Linked DNA regions of Anas platyrhynchos: region 1 is linked to region 2. A link is a contact called in public Hi-C data. All regions are on one chromosome and are shown on one strand. The core of a region is the stretch at or near the end of the contact, and the rest is flanking DNA. Distances in the headings are between cores, read along the strand shown. Region 1 has its middle 26 kb from the start of VEGFA. Region 2 has its middle 41 kb from the start of MRPS18A.

Region 1 (5,379 bases), core at 1,127-3,626, 38 kb after region 2:
CTGGGCCCAGCTGTGGGGTCTCGGGGTGAAGGCGGAGGAGGGATGAGCGCCAGGGGGAGGGGGTCTGGCTGCTGACATCCCCCGTCCTGGAGACTGGAAAGGAAAGCCATGACCTGCCTGCACCCTGTGCAGGTGGCCCCAGGACCGCTGGGTGCGTGGGGTGGAGGGAACGAGAGTGGGGAGGCTACAACTGGACCAGAACTACAAGCCTGGCTGCCCTGCTTCTCTGTTCCAGTCACGCTGTCTCTCTGGCCTCCCTGCTTGGTTAGGGTGTTCACTGCAGAGTTAATAAGATTATAACTCCAGTGTTGCTGGTAACTTGTGTTTCATCCACACCCACATCCCTATAAATCAGAGATGCTTTTTGACTCGAGCTGGCTGGCCAGCCAAGGAGATGGGCTAGAGTACAACCCCAAGGCCGCTGACATAACTGCTCTGCAATGTGGGTGCAGGCTAGCCCCTCACCCGTGCTCCTAGTCCTCAAGGGGCTTCCTACAATCCGCCCCCTTGCCCTGGGTCAGACAGACATCTCCCCTCCCACTTCTCTGGGAAAGGGCTTAGAGAGCTGTGCAGTTTTCCTGCACGGCACTCGGGGCTGTGGGATAAGGCCCCAGAAGAATGGAGGGGAGCCAGCAAGGCACTACTCCTCTCTTGCAAAGTCGGGTAGCTTGAGGGGGGAGACTGAAGTGTAGACTGCACAGGATCATCTGACCATGTGGATGAACCCTTGCTGGCGTAAACCGTGCTCATCATAAAAGTTGGCTCCTGCAGTAGATCTAGGGATAATCTGTCTGTCCTCTCACCCTACGCTGTCAGTCCTGCTATTTTTCACTTCTTCCTGTACAGTTTGGTAGTAGAAACAGTAAACCTTTTTATAATAGTCTGTTTTCTGGGTGGTGGTGGTGTGGAATTCATTCCTCTGCAGAGAAAGTTGCACTAGGCTGGAATCCACTGGAATCTCACTTAGGCCCAAACCATTCCCGATGTATTCAAAGAGAGCTAAAAAAGCAAATTACCTGGTGTTATCCCTCTGTACTACATGAGTATCAGGCTCGTATATACCCCTTTCCCCCATATACTGCCTGACTTCAGTTTTGGTAGAACAATGCCACTGGAAACCTCTTAGCAATAGCTCAGCTCTGTGAGAGCTTCCTGTGTATCCAGCACTCCTGGCACCCTTGCAGACACACATCATTCTCACCACTGTGCCATGCTGCTGTTTCTGTTTCCTGACCAGGGAATAAGGTGGGAGAAGGGATGTGATCGAGTCACTTGGTCTTGATTCTCCTGTCTGGGAGAATTAGTGAGCACGATGAAATTTTTAGAAAGCTTCACGCCTCTTCTCTAGCAGACCTTTTAAGCCTCATTAAAAGTCATTCCCCCAAAATGAATTTGCTGGTACAGCTCTGGCCCTGGCCATGCAAGGAGCAATTTGTGAGTCAGCTTTGGAGACCACACTGAGCCCCTGTCATTTAACAAGGCCTGGAGGCAGAATCAGGGCTAGTGTTTGTAACCCCCCCTGCACCTTGACAGCAATATATGTGATCTGAAATAACTTCTTGTAGTTGTATTCCTGTTATAGCCCAGTGGAGAGACCCAACGTTGCTCTCCTGGTGCATAGCCTGTGTGAAGTATACAGCACCTTTAGCAGAGAGGAACTTCAGGCTCCAATTTAGGAAGAAATAATCCAGCTACTTTGTTTCCTAAACTCCCTTTGCTTTTTCCTGTGCTCCACATCTATTCCTTGCAGCCTTTCTGTCCTCCGATTCCCTTAAGGAATTTGTGGTGGTTTGTTAAACTTGTTTCTGTGTGCCAATGAAGAGCCTCCATACATCACTTTGTGTTCCACTTGGTCCTCGGCAAATTCACTCTTCAGTTCACCAGCACCGCATGATGCAACTCTCAGTGCCTCCATTTGCCACTGTTAAAATATGCCACTGAACAGTCTGGAAGCAGGAGGTGCTGACCGAATTTAGCAAAATTAATTCATCATACCAGTGTTAAACAATGCTTTATAGTGCCCTGACACTTGGAGAAACCTGGAACTGCTTATTTGATGAAATCTCTCTCTGATTCTGGCTTGACTTAGGGAAAGCCTGTAAAGCTCTGGCACAGAAAGGCACCATCAAGCCTTGGTCTGTTCCTGCCCTTTTTCCCACCCTAATTCCAGCCTGGGTGTTGGAGGCTGTGGTCCCACGTGCAACCACACTGGAAACACTATGTCCTCTGAGCATAACCTTGTGAAGCCGCCTGCTGCTGACCATTACTCCCTTTCTTGATGTAGTGAAAGGATGCAGAGATGAAACCACCCTTACTCAGCCTTGTGATCTCAGTTCAGTGAGTATTCAGGATGAAGCCTCACTGGTGCTGCATAGGATTGCACAATCCCAGCTTCAGGAGCTGCCATCTGGGTGTGCGTACGCTCTCTGTGCTGGAAGACGCACAGAGAGTTCCTTGTAATAGCCTTTGTTTCAAGGCTCTGGGGAACATCTTAAAAGCCTGTCCCTCTCCTATGTCAGCTGTAACTTCCTTTGCACGTCACTGGAACACACACAGTGAGTGGGAGAGGTAATGATGGTGAAAAGAGAAAGTACTCACGATATAAACACACTTTCACCTTGTACAGATAACCAGGAGAGCCCAACAAATGGCTCTGCCAGGAAGGGAATCTCCTTCCAGCCTGGCGTGTCTGCTAGGGGAAAGTCACACATGTGGCCTGCACAGACACTGAATTTTCTGTAGGGCAATGTGATGCTGCTAGGAGTGCTGCCTCTGGTGCTGCACTTGTTTACTGCGACGTGGTGTGGCTCTGGGAATTGCAGCACAGAAATGTCCAAAAGGTTTTATACTTGGCACACATCCCACAAAGCTGTGGCTTGGAAAACTCTGGCTGGCCTATCTTTTCTTCCAAATACTCAAGCAAAATGCTTGGAAATGTCATTCTGCAAAGTTTTGATTTCTTACTTTTCCGATTAATTTTGAGAGAAAACAAAGGTCCTGGAATTTCCCACAAAGCGGAATTTCTGTTTTTCAACCAGCTTGACTCAGCAAAATTTTTTCCCACAGGACTTTGGCCATAAGCATTCCTACCCGCTAGGCAGTTTGTATGAATCTCTGGAGATGGTGAAAGCAAGAGAAAGTATCTCATAAGTCATCATGATGTTGCTGTTTTGGAGCCATGTGTACAGAAGATCATCTCACCTTTCTCTCCATCTCCCCATGCAAGTTTCCTGAGAACAGCCTGTGCAGATGGGTATCAGAGCAAGGGTCTGCAGAGGGTCTCAAGGGCCAGAGTTGACTGAGCAGTGCTCTGTGAATTGTTCCTTGCACACAGCTTCCCCTTTTGTCTCTCTTTATGAATGAGCTCAGTTTTTACAACAGAGTTTCTTGGTTGCGGTTACACAGAGGGCTCAGCCTTTTTTTATTATCAGTGGATAACTGTCTTTCAGAAATAATGTTTTTTGTGGGAATCATTTGTGCTCCTCAATTCATCAGTGGGGAAGGATGGTGTGGAAAGAGTGGGGACGAGAGGCGGGGAAGTGCTCCAGTGACTGTGCACCAGACATGGTTTGAGAGGCCTCATCCTGAGCTTGGTATTGAGACCCAGAAGAACAGATGGACGTGGTCTGGTCTGTCCTCACCTGGATGGGATGTAAGAGTGATGGAGATTTTACCATACTTCTGTCTTTGTGTGGCTCCCTCTCTCAAAGTCGTTTCAGAAAATAAAAACAAAATGAACAAGCAAACAACAACTACAACAAAACCAAGACAATTAATACCTGGGCTTCTTCTTTGCTGAAAAACAAAAATATTGTGGATTCTCCTGGCACTGCTCACAGAGATTTGCTGAAACCAAGTGTTGCTCTGGAACTGCTGAAGTCTGTGGCCTAGTGGCAGCTGGAGGTCAGACTAGATGTTCTGGCTGGCCCTCTATGGCCTCAAGAGGCTGTGAACCTCAGATAAAACAATGTTACCCTGAGTCAAGTTCAAAGTCTATGGATTGAGAATTCAAGCCTGAGCCTAGCTCAGTGGAAAGGAACAAATTCGTGGTATTTGATGACAGTGCAAGATGTTACTAGGAAGTTTCCCTGCGTACGCTTAGCAAAAGCCAAACAACTGACTGTGTTCATGGCCAAAACATTTATTTTCTTTATGGAGTGAAAACAGAACCTGAAGTGCAATAAATAGCTTCTGAATGTGCCTTCATCTCTGGGCCAGTGCAGGAGGTCTGACACTTTTAAAAGCCTGCTGGAAACTTGGGCTCTGATTGCTGCTGTCAGAATAGCTGCTGCCTCTTCTGTGGTTTCATCAGGGATGTATCCCCTGAATTTGTGCCTGGGCCTGAGCCTGCACTTGCAACCAATCTTGTCTGGTGTCCACCTGGTTTTCCTCATGCCCGTGATGTGGTTTCATCGACTCCGGGGTGTTCTGCATATGGCCACGCATGTGCTGGCCTGCAACTGCTCTGCAGCTGCGGGTGGGGATGGCTGAGTGGAGCAGGGCGCAGGGAGTTTGCCAGGGTTCAGATCTCTTCCTGGCCGGGCTTCCCTCAAGTGGTGTGAATGCAAACAAAATTCATCCAGGTGGCTACAAGCAGGAACACAGTCCTTTAGGCAAACATATGTGAGAAACAGTAAATTTTCAGTGGTTGCTTGTATAGTACGGTCTGTGTGATAGCAGAGGGCTAATCGTGGCTACCACACTTTTTTGTTTTATTTATTTTTTTGATAAACAACATGGTCAATAATTATCTGGAGCTTCCCAGATGTTTGGTAATTTTTTTTATTTTATTTTTTTTTGCTTTGGAAGTTAGTACACTTTCACATTTCTAACGCTGAAAGATTGCAGAGCCTGAAAATGGCAAAGTGTGTTATGATTTTTTTTTCCCCATAGGCACTTTAGTTTTCCTGTATAGACAATGAATTGTTTAGTTCTGTTCTTGCTTGCAAGATGACAGAAAACATTGTGGCTTTTTCAGAAGTGGCTTCTGCAGGATGACGTCTCTTGTTTTCCTTCAAACTCTAAGGCAATACTGAAATGACAGCAACAGCTATGCTGAAGGGCGCAGGTAACTTCAAGACTGCTTTGCTGAACTGTTCAGAACTGCTCAGGGATGCAAAGGATTCACCTTGTTTGCAGATCCATTTCCAGCTCAAGACTGAACCCTTTGTTAGAGTTTTCAGAGGGCAATGAAGTTTTGCAAAGGACCCTGCCCTGCATCATTGTAAGTGCCTGTTGGCTGGCAGACACACAGGACCATAGGAGAGCTTGGGTTGGCTGTTATTTGAAACAGTTTCTGGACATATTTGTGGACATCCTACTTATCTAATTCATCTAAGTGGTGAAAACAGTGATGAATTAGGCTATCTAGAACATCTG
Region 2 (5,276 bases), core at 1,785-4,284:
AGTGATGCTGAGCCCTCTGAGAGCTCCTGTGGTTAGCACGGATTAAAGGAACTAGGTCAGATTTCTAAACTATAGCATACATGATTCTGCTGTTCCAGCTGGACTATCTATAAAAGCTGGAAAAGAAAATCAGAGTCCTGGAAAGAGGTTTTGTTGGATGTGCACTTCCCAGAACTCCCCCCCAAAAGCAATCCAACTGTGCAGGCTAGAGCGGAGAAGCTTCAAAAGGTTTTTCCTAAATCAACCCAGCCTGTTGAAGTCCACTGGGAAAGCTTTTGAGAATTTTGCTCACAAGATGGATGGATAATGCAAAAAGCAAGAAAGCGATATGGAAGAAAAGGCATTTTTTACACATGGTGCCACTCCCAGCATTGTTTTATATGAACCGGGACACAAATAACTGTGTTTTTGCTTCAGGCTTAAGCACAGGTATGAGGACATCACCGTCCACTGCAAAACAACACTCTCTGGGGCTAGGACGGAAAACTGTTTCCATGTATGCAGCAGCACTGCAGAGCAGCTTGGGATAAGCAAGGAGAAGAAGTTTGCCACCCATCAAAGCTACTTCAAAGGAAGAGATAGGCAGACCACGGCATGCCACTGTCCTCAACAGGAAACCTGGGCAGCATTTCCACCCACCAAGCAGAGGGGCTTCACTATCTACCTTGTTTTCCCATCCCTAGCTTCTACAAAACGGTGCCGGCCAGCCTGGACTTTGGCCAAAGCAACATCCTGGTTCCACGGCAAGTGCTGTGGGATCTGGCCACATGTGACGAGGACCCCAGCTCCGCGTTGCGTTGGGAAGGGACGGCTATTGTGACCCCTGCTGTGCCCTGGGAAAGTCTCTTGGCCGCAGCTCACAGGAAGGAGAAGGTTTTGCTTTCTCCAGATCCAGGATTTCCTCCTAGGCCCTCCTCACATGCTGCACCAGATCTTACCCCACTCTTGCAGGCTGGGACCACAAAACAATATGGAAACAGCACCCAGCCTTCCTGTGCTGGTTCTGGGGCTGGTCCCAGCTACCTGGTGCAGAGAGGAGCCCCTGCCTCTGACTCAGTGCTGCCCACAGGACCGGGCAGCCTGGGCACGGGCTGAGCAGGGCAGAGCAGGCTCCCCAGCGTGGGAAATTTCTAAAGAAGCAGCCTTCTGTAAACCACATTTTCATTTAACCAGTCTAAATATATTTCAGTTTCAAAACACACGCTTAAAAATAACTTACAGAAATATTTATACGGACACTGAAAGGAACTTTCCAGCTTTGGGGATTCAGCCTACAGCCCACTGCAGAGCCCACAACTCGCTTCCTGTTCAGTCACTCCTAACCTGTTGTTGAGCCTCTTGTTTTGAGAGCGTTGGAGTCTCTTTTTCGTTCAGTTATCTTGCTTCACTCCACCCTGCCTCACAGACTCAGAGAGCTTTGCTTCAGCAAGGTCAAGGCTGATACCGCAGGGCAGCTTTTCTCACATCTGCAATCATTGTAACTCTCTCAATGGTGCGAGTTTTCTTTCAGACCAAATGGGAAAACATTGCCTCGCCTGGCAGAACTCAGCAGCCCCACAAATGAGACATGGTGCATATTTGGGAACTCCCCCTCTCATTTTTTTTTTTTTTTTTTTTGCCCCCTCTACCATTTAACCATCATTTGTTCCTTGCTATCACTAATATCTGCTGGGGCACTGTCAGCTATCGGAGGGACAGGACGTGAACCAACCACATCTCCCCGTCTATGCAGACAATCCCCTTTGCTAAAGAAAGGCTGGGCTCTAGCTAAGGCATCACAGTAAGAGCACGTCAACTAGTCAATATGCTACGTCATATGGGAGAGAAGCAGTCTGACGGGTCAGGACAAAGGTTGGCTGATAAGGACGTGTTGTGTCATGTGCCCGTGTGTCTCAGCTTTTCTAAAGACATCCCTGTAACCCAGGAATGTTTTCTAGGAGGCTGGAAATGTCTCAGTTTTTCATGTCACCAGATTTTATTCTTAAATCACGACACAGTGTTTGTTCAGTACATATTGCAGCACTGGTGAGAATCTGTCCCATGTTTAGCAGGAACAAACAGCCCAGAAGAAGGTGTGCTCACTGGGATGAAGGGTATTTGGATTACAAGAGAGGTCAAACGAGTGCAAACCCCATTGAAGCTGTACGAGCCACTCAGTCTGTTTTAGTGCTGCAGGAAGGACTGTGCTGGAAAGATGAAACTGCTGGAGAAGTTCTGCTGCGAGAAGCATTTGTGCTGCTGTAGGGGCAGTAGCTCATGTAGGAAAAACACAAACACTCGATCAAAACTAGCTCTGTGATGTCTTTCATGGGAACAGTTTGTGACAATCTAATACGTCACCACCGAGGAGTCTCTGGTTTTGATTTTCAAAGTAAGGTTCAGAACCCTACTGGCTTGCTAATGATTTTGCCTCTCTCTCTTCCCCCCATATTTCTCTTTATATGCAGGGGTTGGAGAGGCGTATGTGGGCGAGTGTGTTTTAGTGTTTTTCATCAAATATAACCTAAAACTTCATACAAAGCTGTGGCAACAGACTCTAGGTCACCAATTAAATGCAGCTAGCTCTAAAATGTCACACAACATCTACTTAAAACAGTCCAAACTCCAGGCTTGGATTAAGATCCGTGCATTCCTAAAAACACAGGATTAAACTGAAAGCTCGGATTTCCTTTAAAAAAGAAAGCTTCCTGCTCTCCGACTCCAGAGAAAAGATCAAAACCCTTAGCTAAACAGAAGTGATGCAACAGCTTCTTCTGGGGGCCTGAGTCTTGGAGGGCATGCCTGTAGGGTAGTGGGGCTGAAGGCCTTGGGTGCCCCAACTTGGCCCAAAAAAGCACCACTGGAGATGAGTGATTTGGAGGGCTGTGTTACATTTTTAATGGGAATGAGGGCAAAGCCTGTGCTGGGGACAGAGGTCCCCAGGGCATGGGAGCTCCCAAAGGCCCTGCAGCAAGGGGACCAGCTCCCACCACGCTCTGGAGAGCCCAGGCCAACCAGCACACCAATTTCAGACCAAGCCAGTAGAGGTCACAGTAGGTCCAACAAATTCCCCATGCCCTCCTCCCAGCCCAGCCTGCCCTCACATCTCAAACAGTTCAGCTCTGACTGACTGGAATTAAATCCTCTTCCTACTCGATGGCCTCAGCAAGCCCAATGAAGCCAGCCTGTGCCCGGCGTGTGCTATTTCAGAGGGGGAAATCAGATGATGGCGAGCTGGGCCGTGGCCTGGTGGTGCCTACCTTCCCCACCGTGTGCTCCCACTGCAGTCAGTGTGTACCTAGGAGGTGAAATCTGTCATGCGGGTGTGGATGTGTTTTCTTCCTGTTGTTCCACAGAGGGAAAGCACCAGACCTGCCAGCTCGTCGGGCTCCCTTATCTTCCCAGACCTCTCACCTTCACCCAACCCGCTCCCAGTTCATGCCCAGCCTGGAGGACATTCCCACCGCCCAAAGGTGGTTGGGTCTGCAGGGGATGGGGCTTCGTGCCTGTCTGTGCTGCGTCATCCACAGGCCAGCAAGTGCTCTAGGACAATCCCCTGAGCATCTTCATGCCATGATTGAGGTGGTTCCTGACGTTCTGGGCTCTCTCGGGGTCTTCCACAAGAGTTGGGACATTTCCCCATGGAGGGACAGGTACTACAAAGGTAGGCTTAGTCTCAGACAGTCCATGCCCCTGCTCAGCTATAGCCCCATGAGGAAACTCATGGCATACACGTGACAAAATTTGTAGCTCTTTGTACAGAGATACTGTGGATTACCTTCATCCATCTCAAACAATAGTATCTCAGGCAGGGAAGAAACCAAAGGCGAAAGCTGTACCTTAAGTAAATATTGCAGCCACGCAGCTCTACATAAAGAGTGAGGTCTGCACACAACCAGGCCATGGCAGGCTGGGGTCTGCTATGGGTGACAGGATGTCCTGCTGGGGTGTCTTCCTTGACGGGACTTCCTTGGCACGATGCCTTGATGGCTTTGGAGCCCACCACGGCTACGACACATGGCATTGCCACCACCAGCAGGACCCGAGTGCCCAAAAGCATGAGAGATGGCTGTGTGTGGCCTGGCGAGCTGGTTTCTGAAGGCCTCTGCCACTGGAGGGGGACAGAGCACCTCGCAGCGCAGGTAGGTCCCCCCCCCCCGCACCCTTCCCAGAGGAGACCCTCCCATGCCGCAGGGCTTCCACCCAGCTCAGCCTGGTGGATGGGCCACTGCTTGCACTGCCGCACCCTGGAGTGGGTCATCGCGGGATTGCGCTGCTAGCAGAGGAGGGGAGCCATTTGGCAAGAAGGGAGCATTTCACACAATAGCAATGAGTCCACCGGCGGCTCAACACCGCCAAGCCTGCCACCACGGGTGTCGCAGCACGTCCTGGGAGAGGAGATGCACAGGAGCCCCGTGGGGGCCCGGAGCTCTCTGGAGATGGGCCTGTGTGTTCAGGTGCTGCCTCTAAACCCATTCATGTTTCAGGTCTGCTCCTGATGTTCTCTCATTTCCAGCTGTTTTGGATGGGCCATTCCCATCTCCATCTTTTCCATCAGCCTAGGGCTTGGGCTGCTGAAGCTGGTGCAGTGCCCTGGCCCATGCCTGGTGGTTTCTGCAGACCATGGGGACACAAATACAGCAGGGATGGAGGCAGAGGGGCTGCACCAGCCAGGCTCAGTGCCATTGCAGGCTGCCCAGCACCACCTGCACAGGGTACCCTATAGGGACACCAACAGTGGGATGGCCACACGGCTCTGAAATGGCACATTTTTGATGACTTACTGTGTCAGGATGGTGCTGGCTCCCGCAACGCTATGGGATGTGTGGCAGGGAGCTCACCGAGGAGAGATGCTCCCTGCTCTGGGTGGCCAGGTGAGCAGCTCGTGCCTTGTGCTCTCGTGGAGCCCTGGTGCCACTGTTGTGTTATAACGACGGCTGGTGATGACGGCAACAGGGAGCTGGGTGGCAGCTCTGCCCCCACATTTTGGGAGGTTGTTGTGAGCTGGAAGAGGTGACTTCCACAGCAGGGTACCCCGAGGAGCAGGCACCTTTCTCCTGACCAGCTTGCTCTGGCCGACAAGACCTGATCGATGAATGAAGCCCTGGCACGCTGCCAGGCACAGGCGGCATTGTGCAATGGTGCGTGATGCAACTGAACTTTACATAACCTGACGCAACACCTATGGCTGGAGTTTAAAGCAGCAGGTCCTGGGTGGCTGCTGTATGGTGTCCATACCTCCTCCTGCATGTACACATGTGAGGTCAGCCGGTGGGAGTGGACAGCAGCACTGCTCC

What was found. A called contact is a pair of places that touch in the nucleus more often than the background predicts.
Region 1: a contact with region 2 is called in a Hi-C map of F1 follicle, with 2.3 times the contacts expected there. The contact joins two enhancer-like sites. A contact is called at or near these places in 2 of 8 Hi-C or Micro-C datasets (F1 follicle and liver).

Annotation. Positions count from the first base shown.
Region 1 is chr3:35,018,930-35,024,308 of IASCAAS_PekinDuck_T2T, forward strand. No RefSeq gene overlaps it. Among named protein-coding and RNA genes, the nearest start is that of VEGFA, 26 kb to the right of the region's middle. Within about 2 kb of position 2,377, at least 2 of the 8 cell types and tissues checked have an H3K27ac peak or open chromatin away from gene starts, as enhancers often do. A contact at or near this core is called in F1 follicle, where this site is marked.
Region 2 is chr3:34,980,682-34,985,957 of IASCAAS_PekinDuck_T2T, forward strand. No RefSeq gene overlaps it. Among named protein-coding and RNA genes, the nearest start is that of MRPS18A, 41 kb to the left of the region's middle. Within about 2 kb of position 3,035, at least 2 of the 8 cell types and tissues checked have an H3K27ac peak or open chromatin away from gene starts, as enhancers often do. A contact at or near this core is called in F1 follicle, where this site is marked.